Linked DNA regions of Mus musculus: all the other regions are linked to region 1. The links are chromatin contacts, called in public HiChIP or PLAC-seq and promoter capture Hi-C maps. All regions are on one chromosome and are shown on one strand. Each heading gives the region's core, a stretch centred on a gene start, on an enhancer-like site or on the middle of the called end of the contact. The rest is flanking DNA. Distances are from core to core; before and after follow the strand shown.

What was found. HiChIP or PLAC-seq counts read pairs in DNA pulled down with a chosen protein or histone mark. Capture Hi-C pulls out chosen DNA fragments and counts their contacts.
Region 2: a contact with region 1 is called in a promoter capture Hi-C map of adipose tissue. The contact joins the promoter of Evpl here to the promoter of Rnf157 in region 1. A contact is called at or near these places in 3 of 39 promoter capture datasets (the C10 cell line, cranial neural crest and fetal liver), 2 of 115 datasets of contacts at active chromatin or transcription factors (bone marrow-derived macrophages and pancreatic cancer cells) and 4 of 9 other capture datasets (adipose tissue, embryonic stem cells, liver and 1 more).
Region 3: a contact with region 1 is called in an HNF4G HiChIP or PLAC-seq map of pancreatic cancer cells. The contact joins the enhancer-like site here to the promoter of Rnf157 in region 1. A contact is called at or near these places in 1 of 39 promoter capture datasets (liver), 2 of 115 datasets of contacts at active chromatin or transcription factors (bone marrow-derived macrophages and pancreatic cancer cells) and 2 of 9 other capture datasets (adipose tissue and liver).

What each region holds. Positions count from the first base shown.
Region 1 is chr11:116,410,842-116,414,297 of GRCm38.p6, reverse strand. Rnf157 (ring finger protein 157) reads left to right here and starts at 1,266. Exons shown (of 19, transcript NM_027258.1): 1 at 1,266-1,601. The coding sequence starts at 1,514.
Region 2 is chr11:116,236,506-116,239,654 of GRCm38.p6, reverse strand. Evpl (envoplakin) reads left to right here and starts at 1,564. Exons shown (of 22, transcript NM_025276.3): 1 at 1,564-1,755. The coding sequence starts at 1,658. Gm33250 (a long non-coding RNA gene) reads right to left here. Exons shown (of 8, transcript XR_389161.4): 8 at 1,429-1,508.
Region 3 is chr11:116,209,626-116,212,957 of GRCm38.p6, reverse strand. All of the region lies in intron 3 of Ten1 (TEN1 telomerase capping complex subunit), which reads right to left. Among named protein-coding and RNA genes, the nearest start is that of Acox1, 12 kb to the right of the region's middle. Within about 2 kb of position 2,012, at least 26 of the 459 cell types and tissues checked have an H3K27ac peak or open chromatin away from gene starts, as enhancers often do. A contact at or near this core is called in liver and pancreatic cancer cells, where this site is marked.

The DNA.
Region 1 (3,456 bases), core at 17-2,516:
AACACTTCTGCAAGTTGTCCTTTGACCTCTAAAATCACCTGGCGATACAGGAGAGGAACCCCCCCCTGCCAACACACAAATAAAATGTTAACATCAACAACAAAACTTAAACCACACCAACCCCTGCAAACCACACACACACACACACACACACACACACACACACACACGGGGGGGGGCGGGGGGGTGAGAGAAGAGAAGAGAAGAGAAGAGAAGAGAAGAGAAGAGAAGAGAAGAGATCAGGAGACAGACAGATCTACAAAACAGTTTTACAAACCTAAAGAAGGGAATCAGTCACCCCAAACTACTGTGTATGTTGTTGAAAGTTGACGTCATGCTGAAACAGTTCGGAACCTTGATCAGTCTCCCCCCAGAGAAACAAAAACAAAACAAAAAAATCCCCAAAACCTCATCATACCCACAAATACATAAATGTCTGTAATTAACTGAGCAATGACGTCTTCTGCCTGCCCACTGTGTGTGTGTGTGTGTGTGTGTGTGTGTGTGTGTGTGTGTGTAGGGAAGTCCTAGATCTGCCCTATCAAATTCCCTTTTTGATTCGAGGACTGTTCACTGATAGGCCACACAAGGCTCTTTCCAGTGTCTCCAGAGAACAGTTCACAAGGGACAGGCTCAGAGTGACTATCTTGAGTTAATGCCTACCAATCCAAACCCTAAAGGCTACCCGAGCTGTCCCAGGAAGGAGGTTACAAACAGCATTTACGGAGGGATGGCCACATCTTAGCTGACCATCCCAACATCCCCTATGCAGTCTTGGTGACATTTGGGATGTGAGGTTGGCAGAGCACTTGGGGTTCAGGCGGTAGGGGCATGAGGGATGTGGATGCTCGCCCCTGGGCTATGACCTCGACAGACGCGGAGGAGGCGGGGCTCTGGCTGCCAGGGCGGGGCGGCTCGCTGTGGGATTCAGGGACAAAGACGCGCGAGCTCGAGGCAGGCCTCCCCGGTGCCACGGGGGAGGCGCACCCGGAGCAATAATCCCACCGGGACACCGCTCGGGTGCGGCGGGGACCATGCTTCTTCCACCCGCCGTGGCCGAGCAGCTCCGGGAGACTCAGACCCTTGCCCGTCGCTGCCGCCGAGCCCCAGGCCGCATCCGCGCCGCAACCTCCGCGCGAAGCACGCGCCGCGGGCGCCCACCGCAGCTCGTTTCCTATTGGCTGGCCGGCCCGCGGGCGCTCCCGCCCCGCCGTCCCATTGGCTGAGGCCGCCGCGGTCCCCCCGCGCGCTAGCCGCCGCTGACATCACGCGGTCTGAGGCGGCGGCGGCGCCCCCGGGCTCAGCCCCGCAGCCCCCTCAGGCAGAGGCGCCGCCGCGGTGCCCGGCGGAGGATGGTGCGCGCCGTGCGGGCCGCTCCCCGCAGCCTCAGCCGCAGCAGCGCCTCAGCCGAGCGGGCCGCGGCGGGCAGCCGACCCCCGCACCGGGCGTGCGGCCGGCCGGCGCGCTGAGGCTCGGACGCCGGAGCCCGGGCGACGCCGCGATCGCAGCGGCCATGGGGGCCCTGACGAGCCGGCAGCACGCGGGCGTGGAGGAGGTGGACATCCCGTCCAATTCCGTGTACCGCTACCCGCCCAAGTCCGGTGAGGGCCGGGCGCGCGCCACGGGCCGGGCGGAGGGGAGGCCGCGCGTCGGATGCTGCGGGCGGGCAACGCGGTGGCCCGGGCGGCCCCGAGTCGGCCGCGGAGCGGGGGAGGTCTTCGGGATGCAGGGCGGGGGGCGCTCCCCATCCCGGGCCTCGGCGACGCCACGCGGAGGACTGCAGGTGCCTGCAGGGTCACCGAGGTCACCGCTCGCGTCCTCCGTGGTAATCTGCTCTGCGACAGGGACGCGCGCCGCCGGGGATGCGGCGTTGCAGCGGCTGCGGGTTGGAGAGGCATCCCTGACAGGCACCTGTGCCAGGTGTTGTCCCCGGGCTGTCGCATCCATGTCCCTTGGGACAGCTAGAAGTGCGTTTCTGCGAGCGTGAGGAGTAGTGCGGGAGGACGAACTTGCTTAAGCAGTTCTTCGCTTTTCTGGAGACTATCAGGGCGGGGATTGGGGGAGAAACTAAGTTAACAGAGATGTGTAGGAATCTGACAAGAGTCACTTGGATTGCCCCTTTCCTAGTTTCTGTCAAGGAGATGGCTGGAGACAGAGCAAAAGTGTTTTCTGTCGTACACTGTCACTTGAAACAGTCAATGCCTCCATCAGCATCAGCATTGCAGGAGAGTTTTGACAGCAGATGAGAAAGTAGTCCACTTGAGTGAGGACTGCTGTTCAAGCTGCTGGCGAGTGACCCAGCTACATGTCCTTTATCATCACCTTTATCTAAAAAAAATTTTTTTTTGCTTGCTGATCTCAAGACCCCCGGGACTCGTGTCTACCACCTTCCCTCTGGCTTGAGGACCTGGTGTGGATTTTGATGCGGGAGTAGTGAGTGAGGTGTCAGAATTGGACAGGGTCCCATTCTCTCTTGGTAGAATAAAGACATGCTAATGAGTCGAGCTGATTTCTCAGCAGTACATCCAGTTTCTGCCAGGTGGAAGCTGGGACCAGACAATGAACCTGCCTCCCTGCGGAGTGAGTGCCAGTAGCTCCCTGTCTTGCTGCTTTTGTGCCAGAGAATGAGTCCTAGCAGAAATGAGTGAGAACCACTTTAGAGAGGTCTGACATTAAGCAGCGATTGTTAGTGTTTTTAATAAACCTCTTGCTAATAATGACCGCATGGTTACTTTTATCTATTAAAATTGCATCTTGGTGCCCTGAAGGCTGAGGCAGGATTGTTAAATTTGGGGTCAGCCTGGGCTACACAGTGAGACTGTCTCAAACAAAATAAAACCAATACAACAACAAAAAGGAGGCTGATCTAGCCCCGCTCCCCAGCCATAGGATTACAAATGTGAGCCACTATACCCAACTAGCATTTTGTTCTTTTAAAAACACAAATATGAAGCCAGGTGTGGTGGTGCACGCCTTAATCCCAGCACTTGGGAGGCAAGTATGTATATATCTCTCTGTGAGTTCAAGGCCAGCCTGATCTACAAACCGAGTTCTAGCCAGGGCGGTTATACAGAGAAACCCTGCCTAAAAAAAAAAACTAAAAAGCACAGCAGCAGTTGGGTTTTTCCTCTTAAGTGCCTTAGCCTTTTATCGATCAGAAGATAGAGCATGCTTTGCTGAGCTTGGAGTTTGTGAGAGAGTCCGCTGCCTCAGGAGAATATTTACCCTTCCTCCACTTAATCCTCTTGCCTTAGCCTCCCCTTCCAAACAGGAGGATTACAAGGTGAGCTGCCACATCTGGCTCCAAAGCCTTTCTTAACTAACACATTTAGTATTTAACAATTCAAAAATGCTCCCCACTCTGCCAATCTCTGAAATGTTTTACCTAATTTTAACTCATTTTTACTTCTTCATTTTTTAGTGTTGTTTTTGAAACAGGGTCTTATTTAGCACTGG
Region 2 (3,149 bases), core at 315-2,814, 170 kb after region 1:
TTGATGACATCTCACTAATCATTTTGTGCCTGGAGCAGTGGGCATCGTAGGCCACTGTGTTTCCTGTGGCTGTTGGCTCTGCCAGGTCCTCCCTCCGCCTTCTTCGGCTCCCTTTGCTACTAGCAACCTCTTTCAGGAGCTGAAAATGGAATCTTCTCTCTACTTCAGTGGCCATGATCAGTAGCTTCTTGGTGAGATGCAGCCAAAAGACGGCTGGGCCTCTTCTGTTGCACCGAGGCCCTGCTAGAAATAGGAGTTGACTTGGCGTCAGATGTGAGAGACAAGCCACTAAATCTTTTTTTTTTTTAAAGATTTATTTTACTAATATATACAGTACACTGTAGCTGTCTTCAGACACTCCAGAAGAGGGAGTCAGATCTTGTTGCGGATGGTTGTGAGCTACCATGTGGTTGCTGGGATTTGAACTCTGGACCTTCGGAAGAGCAGTCGGGTGCTCTTACCCACTGAGCCATCTCACCAGCCCCCCCCCTTTTTTTTTAAGATTTATTTATATGAGTACACTATAGTTGTTTCCAGACACACCCGAAGAGAGCATCAGATCCCTTTACAGATGGTTGTGAGCCACCATGTGGTTGCTGGGAATTGAACTTAAGACCTTTGGAAGAGCAGTCAGTGCTCTTAACCACTGAGCCATCTCTCCAGCCCCATGCCACTAAATCTTAAGACAATGTGATCATCAGACAGTCTGTCTGACTTGGTAGAAACCACAAGGACTAGTCAGTGGCTTTTCTACCTGGAAACCAGACAAAGTAACAAGCAGGGTACTTGTGGACTTCAGAGACCTGCGGCTCCTCTACAGGGCTGATCAATTCTGGTCGTGACTTGAGAAGGTATGCATTGGGTAGCCTGGCCTCTCAGAAGCTAGTCTGAGTTCCTATCTGAACATGGAGAACCAGCTGGGTGGCACCCGCATTTTAAAAATAGATTTGAGAGCAGTTATGGTGGTTCCCACCTGTAATGACAGCACTTGGGAGGCTGAGGCGGGGAGGTTGGTTGCCAGCTTGGGTTACAGAGCAAAAGCCTCTCTCAAGCTTAAAAGAAAAAAAAAAGATAGCTGTCTGATGTGAATGTCTACTAGCACTCCGTGGGAGACAGAGCAAGGCCCGGGTGGCCCCACCTCTCCACTTCTCCACCTCTCCTGGCAGGCCGAGCTATGGGTGGGGGCCCGGTTGATAGTGGACCTCTGTGCAAGAGCCTTTGAGGTTGGCTAACCCCAGCTCTAGGACCCGCTGAGCCAGGACCTGAACAAGTGCTTGAGTCAGTCTGTCTCGCTATGCTCCAGCCTGGCCACTTCCCCACCTGGGTGTGATCCCCGCTCTCTGGCTGGGCATGTGGGTGTAACAAGTCCAAACCTCCGTGGGAGTCGTACGGGCGCCCCGCCCCTGGGCTGTGCCCTCTCCTCCCAGACTGGTTGTGCAGGAGCTGGCTGCGCACGTCGGGGCGGGCGCTGGGGCATGCGCGGGCCGGGCCTGGCAGAGACACCGCACCTGCAGGGAGGAGCCTCCCAGAAACTGCCTTCCCCGACCGCCGCCCCACCTCCCCAGAGCCCGGCTAGTAGCCAGCGAGGACGCGCGTCGCCTTCCCGCCGCCCTCCTCCCAGGAGAGCCCAGCCTGAGCCGGCACCTGCTTCACCACCATGTTCAAGGGGCTGAGCAAAGGCTCCCAGGGGAAGGGGTCCCCCAAGGGCTCCCCAGCCAAGGGGTCCCCTAAGGGCTCCCCCAACAAGCACAATCGGTGAGTGGGGCCCTGGGTAGCGGTGCTGGGATCAGGGTGGTGCAGGGCCCAGGTATGTTCCAACTACCTGTTGGCGGCAGAGCTCAGTTCTGGCATTTGGTGTCCTTAGGCTAAGGGCCCAAGGGCCTCTCTCCTGCCTGTGGCCCAGGTTGAGCAAGGGATGGATAGCCTGCTGCCACCCACATTCTCCTGCGGATGAGGGATGTTGGGGGGCACAGGGGAAGGGTGCCCTTTCAGAGGTGCGGGACGGGATGGCTGGGACCAGCAGAATCTGGCTCCCTGTTTTGGCACGCAACCCTGATGGTGCACTTGGGTTGGCTAAATCTTGGAGTGAGTGTGGATTCAGGGTGGGCAGGAGTAAGAGGCTCAAGAGAGAGAGGGCTTTCTGAGCTGGAGTACACCCCACCTAAACCACTTTCCCCCCAGGTCCCAACCCTGGGTCTTGTCTGTCTCCTTCAAGAGTCAGGAGGCCTTTCTCATGGGGGTGACAGGAGGTGGTGGTGCCATGCTCTGATCAGTGGCTCTCTGCAGAGAGAACTGACCACGTTCATCCCACTCACTGGCCCCAAGCCCTCTCTAGGAGATGGCAGCCTGCCTGGATTCAGGTGTCGGTCGGGGTGCAGAGGTGTCAAGATAAGAGTGTAGATGAAAGGCAAAGATCCAGGTACCCATTACCTCGACAGTGATCAGGGTGCCAACCCAGAGGCTGGGCATCTGGGCCAACAGGAAAGACAGTGCTTAAGACTCTCACTGCAGTGACCTGTCTCCCTGAGGCACTGCGCCCAGCCCAGGGTGGGGTGCATAGCTCCCAGCAGAAGCATCTCTGTCAGGAGGCCCAACCTGAGGCTGGGCTCTCCCTGGAGTCCCAGAAGCGTCCTGGTCCCAGTCCCAGACTCCTGTAACTTCATTCACACGTCCTGCTGAGGGCTCCTTGTTCCCCTCAGAGGTGTCAACTCCTTGAGCTCTTCTTTATGCCCAGACTGCCCTAGCCTCTGGGAATGCCCTAGCCAGCAAAACACTGGCATCCCTACCTTGAAAGTGCTCGCTTCCGTACAATAAAAATTAACACGTTGCCTTTAATCTCAGCACTCCAGACAGAGGCAGAGACTAGCGGATCTGTGTGTTGGAGGCTAGGCCAGCTAGGGCCACACAGTGAGATTGGGGCCTGGAGAGATGGCTTAATGGCTAAGAGCACTGGCTATTCCAGAGGACCTCTGATCAATTCCCAGCTTCTACATTCATCTTCAGGTCCAGGGAATCCTGTTCTGGTCTCCACAGGCATCAGACGCACACATGATACACAGACATACATTTAGGCAAAACATCCGTACACATAAAAATAAAATGATACATACTGGGTGCTGACTCCAAGGCACTGAGCTGGCTGCTTCCCA
Region 3 (3,332 bases), core at 763-3,262, 200 kb after region 1:
GACACACCAGAACAATGGGAAAAAAAGAAGCCAGGCGGTGATGGTGCACACCTTTCAACCCAACACTGAGGAGCGACTGATGGAGGACCCCTGTGAGTTCAAGGCCAGCCTGCTCTATATAGCAAGTTCCAGGACAGCCAGGGTGACACAGATAGAGACACCCCGTCTAAAAACAAAATTAACTGAAACAAAAATGGAGGGCATGGGAGGAGTTTGTTGAGAGCCCTTGATTATGATTTGATTGTGACACCATGGGGGTGTATGGGGTTCCACAATGAGAGGTGGGAGACACAGAACTTAAGGCAGGATCCTGTGTCAAATATTTTCAAACTTCTGGGGTGAAGATTTTCTTAGAAATCTGCTTAATGTCGGGCGGTGGTGGCGCATGCCTTTAATCCCAGCACTTGGGAGGCAGAAACAGGCGGATTTCTGAGTTCGAGGCCAGCCTGGTCTACAGAGTGAGTTCCAGGACAGCCAGGGCTACACAGAGGAACTCTGTCTCGAAAAACCAAACCAAACAAACAAAAAAAAGTAAGAAAATTAAAGAAAAAGAAAAAAAAAAAAGAAATCTGCTTAAATTTCACAGACTCTTAAAAGGTGTTTGCTTATACTTTAGAAGATTTAAATTTGTAAATTAGATATATACGTGTGTATCTATGAATGTGCGCATATGAGTGCAGGTGCCTATGAAGGCCTGAAGAGAATACTGGCTCCCCTGGAGCTGGAGTTACAGGTGGCTGTGACTGCCTGTGTGGGTGCTGGGAAGCAGGCTTGGATCCTGTGGAAGAGCAGCGAGTGGTTGCAGCTGTTGAGCCTTTGCTCCTGTTCATTACGTTCATCAGTCTCAGTTGGCTTTATCGTTTATTGTCTACAGAGTAAGCGGTCCCCAGAATGGACGGCTTCTCAGTGGCTCGGTCAGGCCATGGCTGCAGTCCAGGTGCTTCAGCCCATTCTGGATGGAAGGAGGAGAGATGGGAGTGCATGTGTGGCATCTGAGGATGGCAGCCTGTGGGTAGAAGGTGTGAGGTAAAGCAGGCAGGAAAGGGCTTGCCTAGAGTCCTAGCCCTTGGCAGGGTGTGGCTGAACAAAAATCCCATTTCAAAAAACAGAGCACTGCTAGCGTGTGCAAGGACCTGGGTTTGACCTTCAGCACAAACCAAAAACATGCATATACATATGCACATACACATACATATGCACATACACACAGGGTCTGGGAGATGGGTTGGTGGTTAAGAGCATGCAGAGGACCTGAGCTCAGTTCCCAACTGAGTCCAATTGCTTACAACTCTTTGATCCAGTTCTGGGGGGATCCAAAGCCACAGGTTTCTATGGGTACCTGCATATATGTGTACATACCTACACACAGACAGACGGGAACACACACATACACACACATTTAAAAGTAAAATAAATCTTCAAGAGAAGGGAAAAGGCCGGGTATGCAGCTCAGCCGGCAGAGCACTTGGCTAGCACCCCCTCAGCCGCTTAGCATCCGAGCTCCCACGAGCACCACATGAATCGGACACGCTAGCACATGCCTGTAACCCCAGCACTCGGGAGATCAGGAGGTCAAGGTTCTCCTCCAATGCATAGCCGGTTTGCGGGGAGTCTGCTGTACATGAGAGACCATCTAAGAACAGTCACACACAACCACGTGCCTAGCATGCAGGAGGTCCAGGTTCAAGCCTAAGCACACATGCAACTGTCAGGTACCACTGCCCTGCCGTGTGGAGACCACTAGTGCTGGCCTGCACGCCTTAATGGCAGTCACTCGACAACATCAAAGGTAGTCCTTGTATGGTCACCCCAAACCCACCAAGTCCTCATCCCTGCCCACACTCCTGGGTCCTGTGTCCTTCCTCTGTTGTACTGTGTTTCCCTCTTCCAGTGTCCTTATAAGAGTCTCACCTTTTCTCTGGGACTTGGCTGAAACCTGGCTTTATCCATATCAACAGGTCCTACTGTGCAGGAGGTGAGTCCAGAGTTCACCTGCTGCTCGGGTTTCCTGTTACACGCCCGGCTCCTTCCCACTGATAACTGTTTACAGCAGTTTACCTCTGCTCCAGTTCTCCCTCCCACACCCACCTCGCACCTTGGACTGGTTTGTTCTAGAATCTTACACCCTGTTTGTTCTCAGTATCTTCCTGACCTTTCACTCCTACTACTGCAGCCTTCTTCACCCCTTGGGTCTCCTGGACTCTCTCACCTTCTCTGTCTCTTCAGCCGGCCCTAAGTACCTCCCAGCCATTTTCCTGGTATTGCAGGACTCAGCCTTTGCCTTCCAACCTGCCTGCCTGATGCATCTCCAGCCTCTGCCCTCCCCGGTCGCATCTCTGATGAGTACAGAGAAGCCTCAGACCACAAAACATATTCTCACTGTAACACAGGGACTTCAGAGTCTCCTCTCACTGAACAGCTTTCCTTGTCTGTCTAGAAACTCTTCTGTGTCCTGGCTAGCCTGGCCTCACGCTCAGTGACAGTTATGCAGGCATTACCAAACATGTAACTCTCCTGCCTCATACCTATCTCTCCTAGAAAAATTCCTTTACCTTTGTGTTGCCACCACTGAGCTTGGCTTCCTTCCCCCAGCTCCCTTCTTCTTTTCACTTTCTGAGGTATGGCCTTGCCAAGATACCCAAGCTGCCCTTGAACTCACTCTGTATCCCTGGTAGGCCTGGAACTTCCTGGGCAGCTAAGATTACAGTCACTGTGTAACCCCAGGCCTACTTGTTGCCAACCACTTGAATTATTTCAAAGCATCTAGCAGAGAGGATATTTTGATTATTCTGAGCTCTCTCTATCTCTCTCTCTCTCTCTCTCTCTCTCTCTCTCTCTCACACACACACACACACACACACACACACACAGACATGCGCGCGCGCAGAAGATAAATGTCTACAGAGATTGATATACCAATTGTTCTGATGTAATCATTCATTACCTACCATGGACATGTATTGAAATGTCACCCTGTGTCCATAGTATGGCTATACAATCACCATGTGACAATTAAAAGTTTTTACAAGCCAGGCATGGTAGCGCACACCTTTAGTCCCAGCACTCGGGAGGCAGAGGCAGGTGGATTTCTGAGTTTGAGGCCAGCCTGGTCTACAAAGTGAGTTCCAGGACAGCCAGGGCTACACAGAGAAACCCTGTCTTAAAAAAACAAAAAAAAAAAAAGTTTTTACAATAGTTTTTAAAAGGTGAGAAAAGAGGTTTGTGAGGTGGCAGTTGTTACAGCCAGTATGCTTATACAAGGTGTGATTATTACTAATTACACACAGGGGAAGATGTTTAGAAACACCTCAGACAGGGACCCATCAGGGCCT